Regions from separate parts of the Mus musculus genome. Here region 1 is linked to region 2. A link is a contact called in public HiChIP or PLAC-seq data. All regions are on one chromosome and are shown on one strand. The core of a region is the stretch at or near the end of the contact, and the rest is flanking DNA. Distances in the headings are between cores, read along the strand shown.

Region 1 (5,317 bases), core at 2,650-5,149, 160 kb before region 2:
ACACATAGTGCAACAAAGTAGCTCTCCTATGGCTGTTGGGAAGCCAAACCGGAAAAAGACTTGAGGAGCAAATAAGCTTTCAAAGGCATAACCCATCTCTTCTCATCTTCCCAGTGACATACTTCATTCAACAAAGTTTCTCCTCTTGATAAGTCAATCACTAAGAATTCATCAATGGATGTCTCACATTAATGCCATTAATGAAATTGGTGTCTTTATGATCTTGTTATCTATTTATACTCCCACCATTTGAGGGAGTTGAGGTGGGGAAGCAAGCCTGCCACATTTGAGCTTCTTGCGGTGACTCTTCATAATAGAAACATAAAGGGATTTTAATTCCACATGCAAGTTCTTCTATAACCAGAAGCAGTGAGTCACCTGTGAAAGGGACATGGGGGAGGTATCAGAAGATACTGGTATGCATTGGGACTATTCATTCCCGGGAAGTGATAAGAAGATAGGCCAGAAAACTGAAGCTTGGCCCATGTGAAGACATCTTCTTTAGGGAGAATGAGGACCTTCACCACCTCGTTCAAGTTGCAAAGTTCTTTTCTCATGCCATGCAGTTCTGGTTTCAGATAACAAAGGGAAAACTGAACTAGCTAAATGAAAACACTACAAAAAGAGCTTGAATCCTTTCCAGACCCATCTGGACTTTTGTTCCTTTCAAATGGCAGTTTCATTCTTTCTCGTTGCACGGACAGAATGAATGTGAAACTTTTTCTTTCCCAGGAACAGAAATCCCAGGGAGGGACGTGGTGGAAAGGACTGTCTCTCATCTAATCAACAGTGACTGATGCATTTTTCTGTGTTTGACTTGTCCAACTTAGAACCACTAGAGTGTTGTAATGTGGGCAGATTTCCAGATTCATAAGAATCAAGGGAGAAGGTATTCAGCAGGTCGTTCCTGCTCCTTGTTTGTGGTTGGAAAAATAATGAGTTACTTAGTCTCTCCCCAACCACCCACCACCACCCCATCCTCACGCCTGGCCTGGTTTTAAGTCTCAGCTACACATTTTAGTCAAGTGATAAGATTTTATTATAACACCACACTGCAAAGTGGGGAAATACAGAGATCTGTTTTTGCCTCTGGCAATTCAGATAGCATGTCCTTCCCATACCAGGTAGAAAATGTTCTCTGTGATCCTTTTCCTCCATGTGCTAATTCAGCAGACATGGGAAGCTGATGAGAGCAGACATATAAAATAATAATTCTTTTATATTCTGTTTTAATCTTTATGGCCCCACTCAGGATACCATGTTCCTCTATACATGTCTGTTTCTGATTGAAATGATCTAAGCTAGGCTTTAAAATATAAGATTTGTCCCTATTGAATATGGCATGCTTCTATAAGTTACAACTTTTATGTCCAGTTTGTAGGCTCGAAAGCTGTTGGTCAAATGTCAACCCATGGCCAGGTCAATTACTGTTTGATTCAGTAAGAACCAGGAAAATATAGGTCAAGACAAACCCAACTGAGATTTAGATACAAATTATAGGTACCTTGGCAACGTAATTGGTGAAAGTCAGCTCTATGGAGATGGTGACATCTATGATTGTAACTAAAAGTCCTCTTCTGCTAAGAATTAGTCTGGAAAATGTAGGTGAAGTAAGAACACATATAGAGGTCCTGCAGCAATATATAAAGATCTGCAGCAATGGCAGGATAGGAGTTATTATTTTTGAGTACTAAGACTTGAACTAAGGGTTTCATGCATGCCAGGTACTATACTCTCAGTCTCTCTTCAGGTAAATGAAGACAAAGAAATCCTCATAATAGGCACATCTAGAAAACAACACGAGATATTTACACATCCAATCTTTTTCTCATAACAGGAGTTATAATTTAGCTATTATAATTTCTTCCCTTTTCAAAAATAACTGTCACCAGAAACTGGACTCCAACAAAATGTAGGAGCTGAAACTCCCTCCAGTCCCCTAGAAGTAGCTTGTTTTGTCACTGAAATTGTTATTGTGGTGGCAGATGTAAAAATGAGCAGCTTTTACGGAGAAAACGTATCTGAAAGTAATCATAAGCTGATGGAAGACAGGTAAACTGGGCCGAGATTGTGTTAAATGAAAGGAAGAAATGAGATAAAGACGAAAATAGAGATAACTCCCAAGCCCGGTGCATGTGCTTCTGTAGTCAGTGCCATTCTAGTCAAGGCCCCTTCTCTGGCTCTGGGGATCCATTTTTTCTCTGCCCTGGGCTGCTTCTGGATAAAAAGCACACGCAGTTTGTTTGACCTGCAGTGGGCCTGTTACACACTGTGGGGCCAAGGAAAGGCTTCAAGCTTCAGGCTTCTGCTACTGCTGTTTTCAGCTGCCTGGGAATTCTTAAGGGATGGGATCATAGTCAGAAGATGTGGGAGATGGGGAAGGACTCCAATAGTGACCGAGGAAGTAGGGTGGTTTGGTTTTAAAGCACCCTTGCTTTTTTTTTTTTTGTATATATTTAGTCACTGCTTTGAGAGCAAGCATAGAAAATGCCTTCATAGAATAGCTGTACACATAGCAAAGGAGTATCCTCTGACTCACTACAGGTTCTGGCCCCAGCATAGAGCAGTTTTAGACCTGTGGCCTCTCAGACTACAGTAATCCCTTCCAGGGCATTTTAGACTTAGAGAAACTTAGTCGTACAGCGGTTGATGACCTTGGAAGCACACACCCTGCAAAGAGGGCAAGTGCAGGGCCTCAAGCTGGCCCTGCTATGGCGTGGCCCTAACGGCTCGAAGGTCAGCTAAGATCTCACCTCCTAAACACCTTCAGACCGAACAGCACAGACGAGAGAGTTTGCATAATTTCAGAATCAAAGAATGTGGTTTCACAAATATGGATTTTTAAGTTTGGCCCAATGTCATCTTGGGAAGGTGGGAGAGATGGCTTATTTGGAAAAAAAAAACTATTGGAAGATTTCATCTTACCTGCGAGGCTACCAGCTACCTACAATATCCATTCTAAAGTACTAAGTATGCTAAGTATGGAATATTCTGGGTGATGGCGAGGGACAAAGATATTTTATTCCCAAAGCAACGTTGACTTTCTATTTCTAGGGAAGGTTCTGTGTATGGACTGACACCTTGGAGCAATAAAGAAAATGCCCTGTTCTTGTGTCAAAAAATTCGTTCAGCAAGCATTCCTTCTGGTGGACTGACTACTCAGCGGGCCAGCTGTCCAGGGCCTCTGCCGGGGCAGCCCCAAGGGGAGCGTTTCAGACAGTGGTCTCCACTGAGCTTCTCAGATCCTGCTTCCCCAAGCTCCTACCATGACCCTGCTGCTCCCACTGTCTGACAGGTGTTTTTCCAACTCTAGAGGCAGAGGATTTTGGGGAGTGTCTGAGCCAATAAGATTTCTCCTTAGGGGGAGGGCGTGGCTACATGGGTCAGAGCAGGGGCGGGGCTTGCGCAGCGGAGGAAAGCCTGGCTGGTTGTGTGGAGGGTTGTTTGATTCCCACCCCCCACTCCCCTCTTTTTTTTCTTTCTTTTCTTTTCTTTTCTTTTTCAAAAATCTTTCTTCTGACTCTTATTAATTTCTCTGTGGGGCTGCGGCTGGAGACCGCGGAGCGTTGGAAATGACGTTCGGAGCTTTAATTACTGCAATGGCTGGACAAGTGTGAGGAAAGCTGACAGTGGAAAAAAAGGGGGACAGGATCGGGGAGAAGCAAAGAAGCAACACCCCCTCCTTTTCCCTCCAGATTTGGACAGGAGGTGCAAGGAGACTGAAGAGAGAGCTGAACATAGCCCGGTTTTGGGGGGAGAGGCCGGAACCCCGCCGCCTCTTTGCAATCAACTTTTTTTGGAAGCCTTTATTCCCTCTTTCTTTTTATTGTTGACCAACCAGTGAGGAGAGCGAGCGAGCGAGCGAGAAAGTGAGGAGGGAACGAGCGAGCGGAGGATCACTCCGGGAACTAGCTGTACGTTGTGCTCGGAGCACCAGCCGCACAGTCGCGCTCACTCCCACCCGCGCGCCCTCCTCCGCGGCCCCTTGCCGGGTCCGCGGGTCCACGGGTCCTGGAAGCCGCCGCCGTCGCCGACTGGCTCTCCGGCCCCGGGAAGCCCGTGCACCAAGCGCGCCGCGCCCGCCCCCCTTGCGCCCCCCACGCGCTCCCGGCTGAGGGGGGGAGATCTCCTCCGCGTGCTCGCAAGTGGCTATGGTATTTGGACATGTAATTGTCAGCGCGGGATCTGAGACTTGCCAAAAATGAAGCTGGCGACGGGACTCTGGGTCTGGGGGAGCCTTCTGATGGCAGCGGGGACCGTCCAGCCCAGCGCTTCTCAGTCAGGTGGGTCGCGGTCTCGCGGTTCCCGGTCGCGCTCCAGCTGTTGAACCCGCCACTGCCTCCGGTGTTTCCCTTCTCCCTCGCCCCTCTGTCACCCTTAGGCTCCAGGGACCCTAGGGACCGGGCTTCTGCCTTGGGTCGCCCCTAGCTCCATCCCAAACTTACCTTTGTGTGTGCGTGCGTGTGTTTTTAATTGATGCTACAAATGACTTCGCTTTCCTGCCACCCTCTATATTATTGTCCCCCCTCTCGCCCTCTCTTTAGCCCCCTTCTTTCTTTCTCGCGCGTTTTCTGGGAGCCTAAGCGGGATCGCTTCTGGTGGCGCCCGTTGTTCGGGGCGTGGGAGACCTGAGCCCGTCAGTGGAGGTTCCCTCCTTCTCGAGCTGGGAAGGGGGGGGGGGGGAATCAAACCAAACCGGAGAATCGCTGCACCTCTTCGGGCTGCCAGGAGGTTCCTGAGCTGAGCCTGGCTGGCCTTCCCCGGGGTGCAGGGCTGCGGCGGAGCGCGGCCGGGGAGCCGGGCTTGGCACCTGAGCATGCTGGCGCAGGGTCCCTGGCCCGAGTCTCCAGTAGCCTGCGGGGTCACACCGGACGCCCAGCCCTATCCGGGCAGCTGGAGCGCACCGGGTGCGCGCCTCGGCCGGGGGCCAGGGACTCTGGGCCTTCTTAGTTGGCATCTCTAGGCTGTCTTGAGATTGACTTGGGGCGAGAAAGAGGGTGTGTGTGTGTGTGTGTGTTGGGCGTGCGACTCTTCAGCCAGCATGATCTCTCTCTCTCTCTCTCTCTCTCTCTCTCTCTCTCTCTCTCTCTCTCTCTCTCTCTCTCTCTCTCTCTCTCTCTCTCTCTCTCTAAAAGAGCCTGGCATACTGAGTCCAGAGCTCGGCCTTCCCTCCCCATGCTGGACTTGGCTCTGGGAAGAGTTCTTCCAGTAGTGCAACTTGGGGTTGGCCTAAACTTCTGTTTACTGCCCTGCCGGGCTGCAGAGCTCGCGGGTGGCGCTCACTGACTTAGCCCGAGGCGGGCCGGGTGGCGGCGTC
Region 2 (5,230 bases), core at 2,410-4,909:
AGTAAAATCACATGTAGTTGGATTTTCTGGTTATAGAACCTACATACCAAGTTAGAAATGTTTGATATCCTTTCAGTATTTTCATAGTTTAGAAAAATATTGCTGTTATGAAGAAATATGTTTAATGTATGTTGCCTCACCATCTTTGAAAGACATACCATTTTCTTTAAGTGTTTTAAAATATATTGACGCATAGTTTTCAAAAGAATCTATACCCCATTTCTTTCCCAATGTAGGCTACAAAAAGCAAAGTTTTAGGCATTTTTCTTAGAATACATATCCTCCAGTATTTTTTTTCTTTAATAAATATTAAGAAATTCCACTGTATTCATTTGGGCAAGAATACTTCTGACAAAAGTCTTATCTCAAATTCTTAAAACAACTAAGATTTTGATGGTAGGAAAATTCATTTCAGTGTTAAATGCTACCACACAGGGAATCTAATACAAAAGATTAACTCAAAATTGAGAGCATATTAGAAGTATTAATCTGCTTTGATTAAATTTCTGCACCTTTAGTGAAAGGTCTAACATTAATGACTTTGGAGTCAATTGTGTTTATAAGCTCTACCTCCTTCCAAGAGGGAAGGAAGAGGTTAATTTTGAGCAGATTCACAACTGAGACATTCTCCTTTAAAACTTCCACCAAAGAAAAGGAAATTCATTTACCTGTCTTTTATTTTTCATCTTTTAATTAGTTTTTCTTGAAAGAGATCTATTTGATAAGCAGCATTGGTTGATTTTCAAAGCTATTCCCTTCTATCTGCTTTCACATCATTTTCCTCCCCCTTCTTCTTGCTAGCAGTGCCTTGATTTGACTGGAAGAGTTTCTTCAGCACTCTTTCTTCTTTATGACCTCAAAGGACGTAGCCACTCCTAACCAAGGAGACACAAGTGGAACTTTGTGGGAACTTTTAGGACATCGTTTAGAATATTGCTGGTAGCCTGTGCTTTGCTGTCTTCTTTCTTGTTAGAAACGTAGATATCTATAGGAGCCATCCCATATCCAGGAATCGGAAAACACAAGGTCAAAAGACACATCTCTGAGGAGGAATGCCCTGTTGGTGTGACAATATTTGTCTAACCAGCATTGGCAGTTCTAGCTGAGATCTGCTTCCTATGACTGAAAAATTAACCTCTGTTCAAATCTCTGTTGGCTTTTTATTACTTGGCCACAAATGTATTTATAAAATTTATATGTACTCTAGGGCAGGCTTTGCAGAAATGATCATTATTGGCAATGTCCAATGTGGAATAACTATTCATATTGAGGTTATAAAACACATGGCATTTATGATTCTGTGTATGATTAAGAAACAGGATTCTTCATTTTATAGCGTTCTAATTAATTTAAATGTGAAGTTAAACAGCATCTTTGGCTGGTGTCTTATGAATCTTGCAGGTATAAATCTTATAGGAAATAATTAATAAATCTTATAACAGTTTTATTAATGTCACATTCTCATGCACATCCCATTTTTAAACTTGTCTGACTGGTCTTAAAATTACAAGTTATAATTTTCCTGTCCTAGCCTTTTCTCTTACTTCAATTAATATACCCTGAAACCAAAAAAAAAAATAAGGAAAGAGTGGTTTATTTTAGTTTATTGTTCATAGGATAGTCGATCACAGTGGGAAAATCAAGGTACTTGAAGTAGCTGGTCACATTGCACCCACAGCTATAAAGAAAAAGGTGAATACTAGTGCTTTGTGTAGTGCAAGATCCTCCTGACCCTAAGGAATGATGAGCATGCCTGGTGTGAGCATGTCTTCACACTTCATCTTCATGCCCAGAGGACCGTCTCCCAAGAAGTTCTAGCCTCTTTCAAGTTGATAGTTATTACTGACATCAGAATCCTCTTCTAAAGTATTCCTGACTGACATCTCATTTATGGGAAGTATACAACCCCATGTAGGGATATATCATTCAGATTTGAATTAGAGGGTTTTTCTTGTTGTTTTTGATGATGTTGTGTTGTTGTTGTTGTTGTTATACTTTATGGACACTCATTAAATTTTCGGTTTCAGTTTATTTCCTTGCCTAAGTTTTGGGTAACCATCATGAATTCTTCATTGAGATTAATTAACGTTATGAGGCTAAGATTTTATCCATCTTTGGAGTATAGTGTGATGGAACTGTCAGACTGCTTATGGTGCAATGTCTAGTGGGATCCATTGCTCTAGGCTTGGAAACCAATTCAGGCAAACCCACACACCAACATTAAGTTTACTTTGTGCTATTTTCACACTTTAATTTTAAAATCTATTTATACACACTCTGCAACAGATGTTTCTTGTTTTTCAGGATGGGAGGGTGCGAATAATTTATTTGAAAATAAGAATTTATCTTCTTAATCAGTATTTCTTATGATGTATTAGGTGTAAGCATTAACTGCAATTGAACTTGGATGTTATTTCACATGCACACAAAAGTCTTCTGTAAGTACATTTGGGGCTAATATCGTTCTCATCTTTCTGAGATGCCTTTGTGGAACAGTAGTGAGATATGTGGTCATTCATCCCAATGGTGCTTTAGCAGACTTCCAGGCTGACCTTAGTCTCAACAGTGCTCTAGGATATTCTCAGGTTGTCCATTCAGGAGCCTTTCCTGGATCAGTGATCTTTGAAGCATGCTTCTGACTCTCAGGAAGATAGTCTTTTGAGTTGAAATTTCCTTTTTTTCAAAAATGTTCCCTTCTCTTTGTGAGATTTCAAAATATTTCTCAGCACTGTAGATCGTCACTAACCAGTTTATAAGGAGAGAGAAAGAGGTGTCTCGCCAAAAATTTGAAAGTTACAAATTCATAGTAGAGACTCAATGTCACTATGCCAAATGCACTGGGCTTCTTAAATGTACTTATAGCTTCACTTTCAGGGGCTGCAAGTCTCAGCAGTCAGAAGCAGGAATTCTCTTACAACAGACTTGAGTCTGGCTCATGGCACCCATGTTGGAGTGACTCACAATTATCTTTAACTCCAAGTACATGAGAATCTGAGGCTTCCGGCTTCCATAGGCACCTGCAGTAGCTTCACAAAACCTCCACACCCACAGACTATTAGTTAAAAATACTAAAAATAAATCTATAGAAATATATTATGAAGTAATGTTGCTTTTTAAACTCTCTTCCACAAATATACATCTGTGTCACAAATAAAAAATAGTCTCAAAATGCTTCAATTGATGTTATTTTCTTCCTCTCCTGAGCAATAGTTTTTCAAAGCTTAAAAGAAAATAGGCTTAAAATCAAGGTTTGTAATCACGTGAAGATACACTGCTTTCACCTGTGAACACTCTAGGATCCATTATTTAACCATTATTTCCTCAGAGCCTTTTATGTGAAGTAATGGTTGGCAGAGTGTTAAACAATTATTCCCAATTATAAAATTGGATTAATCTGAAAATATGTAGTGAAGTTGTAAACATTTACCAAAAATGAGGCCTGGTAAAATGATGAGTGTCTTGGAAGACATGGGCCCTTCTTAAATAATTATAATCCATTGTGTAGCTCATAATTTATGTGTTTTGGAAAATATTTTTTACAAAATGAAATGCTAAGGGCTCTCCGCATGTTTCTCCCTTTGGGGCTGCCTATCACCTACACATCAGACTCTTGGAAGGCTTGCCAAAGCATTTTCTCCAACACTGTCACGTAGAGTGTGAGCACTCATGCTTATCAGCTAAGCCTCCTTTTAGATAGAACCCTGCCAGACATGGCCTGCCCTGCCAGCACCAAAGCCATGCTAATTTGTATAAGAGATAACTCCTGATTTGATTTTCACTGACAGTGAACACACAAATGAAGTGGCTGGGAAAATATTATCTTTAATGAAAAAGTTATTCCTAAATCTAATAATTATTTGGGGGTATGTAAATATTTTCTTTCCTTTTGCCCCTGGATTTTTCCCCTTTTTTCTTTTCTTTTCTTTTCTTTTCTTTTCTTTTCTTTTCTTTTCTTTTCTTTTCTTTTCTTTTCTTTTCTTTTCTTTTCTTTTCTTTTCTTTTCTTTTCTTTTCTTTTCTTTTCTTTTCTTTTCTTTCTTTCTTTCTTTCTTTCTTTCTTTCTTTCTTTCTTTCTTTTTATTGTTAATTGCTTTTAAAGTACCTTGGACCTTGGATTATAAATGATATGTTTCTTCCTTGACATAAAATCACCAGATCTATCTAGTCTACTAGGTATTTTGTGCATCAGTTACGATTCAGTGCGAATACTCTCTAACAGGAATACATACACTGCTATAGAAAAGACACTGATAAATCATGATGTGACCATTTACTTTACGTGAGGATTTGTGTGTGTGTGTGTGTGTGTGTGTGTGTGTGTGTGTGTTAGTTTGGGGATTTTTAAGGAAGACTATGGAAAATCCTACTTAGATATAATTTTTTAGTGTTCCTTCTGAATGAGTAGAATTTAAAGTTTACTCATTTTGGACCAGAGTAAACACACACACACACACTCACCCTTACAAATAAGAACATATTTTTACATTTTACCTATTTGCACTGCAAATACCAGTGCTTGGATTTTTGACAGCTGGTCATTAAGGAAATACAAAACAGATAGCAGACAATTAGGAAAATGTTCTGCTGGTGTAGAACATGAACACTGATATGCACCTGGCAAAAATAGTGCCCTGGAACTCTTGGCTGGGAGCCGATCTTATCTGCAATAACAAAGAACCAGTTATCTCTATCTGGGAGTGTTTCTAAAATGGAAGTTGGAATGTCTAGACAAATACTACTACAGAAAATCTGATGATCACAGGCATATGTTGACACTTTAGTTCAGGGAAATTTAAAGATGCAAATGCTTTAATTTTTAAATAAGGAAGTAGTAAGATATGGTGTGTGTGTGTGTGATTATGAGAGAGAGGGGGGAGATAGATAGATAGATAGAGAGAGAGAAAGAGAGAGAGAGAGAGAGAGAGAGAGAGAGAGAGAGAGAGAGAGACTACATATCATGCTACTTCAGTCTTTTCCAGCAATTTTTACTTGTAGTACTTTGGATTTATGCCTCTATTACGTTACAAACAAACATGCTTTAGTATCCATTTGCCAGATTTAAAAAAAGTAGATAAAATAATTATGTAGGATTTGCATTTTAAAATTACATATGATATTCTTTTTTTTGTTTGATTTTTTGAGACAGGGTTTCTCTGTATAACCCTGGCTGTCCTAGAACTCACTTTGTAGACCAGGCTGGCCTCAAACTCAGAAATCCACCTGCCTCTGCC

Evidence for each region. HiChIP or PLAC-seq counts read pairs in DNA pulled down with a chosen protein or histone mark.
Region 1: an H3K27ac HiChIP or PLAC-seq map of heart atrium shows a contact between it and region 2, with 6 times the contacts expected there. The contact joins the promoter of Erbb4 here to the enhancer-like site in region 2. A contact is called at or near these places in 6 of 484 Hi-C or Micro-C datasets (the HL-1 cell line, Sertoli cells, brain and 3 more), 8 of 115 datasets of contacts at active chromatin or transcription factors (cardiomyocytes, embryonic brain, embryonic midbrain and 5 more) and 1 of 9 other capture datasets (pancreatic islet).

What each region holds. Positions count from the first base shown.
Region 1 is chr1:69,106,641-69,111,957 of GRCm38.p6, reverse strand. It overlaps Erbb4 (erb-b2 receptor tyrosine kinase 4), which reads left to right and starts at 3,899. Exons shown (of 27, transcript NM_010154.2): 1 at 3,899-4,283. The coding sequence starts at 4,202.
Region 2 is chr1:68,941,815-68,947,044 of GRCm38.p6, reverse strand. All of the region lies in intron 1 of Erbb4 (erb-b2 receptor tyrosine kinase 4), which reads left to right. It overlaps Gm51744 (a long non-coding RNA gene), which reads left to right. Exons shown (of 2, transcript XR_003948681.1): 2 at 1-5,066. Among named protein-coding and RNA genes, the nearest start is that of Gm51744, 12 kb to the left of the region's middle. Within about 2 kb of position 3,659, at least 2 of the 459 cell types and tissues checked have an H3K27ac peak or open chromatin away from gene starts, as enhancers often do. A contact at or near this core is called in heart atrium, where this site is marked.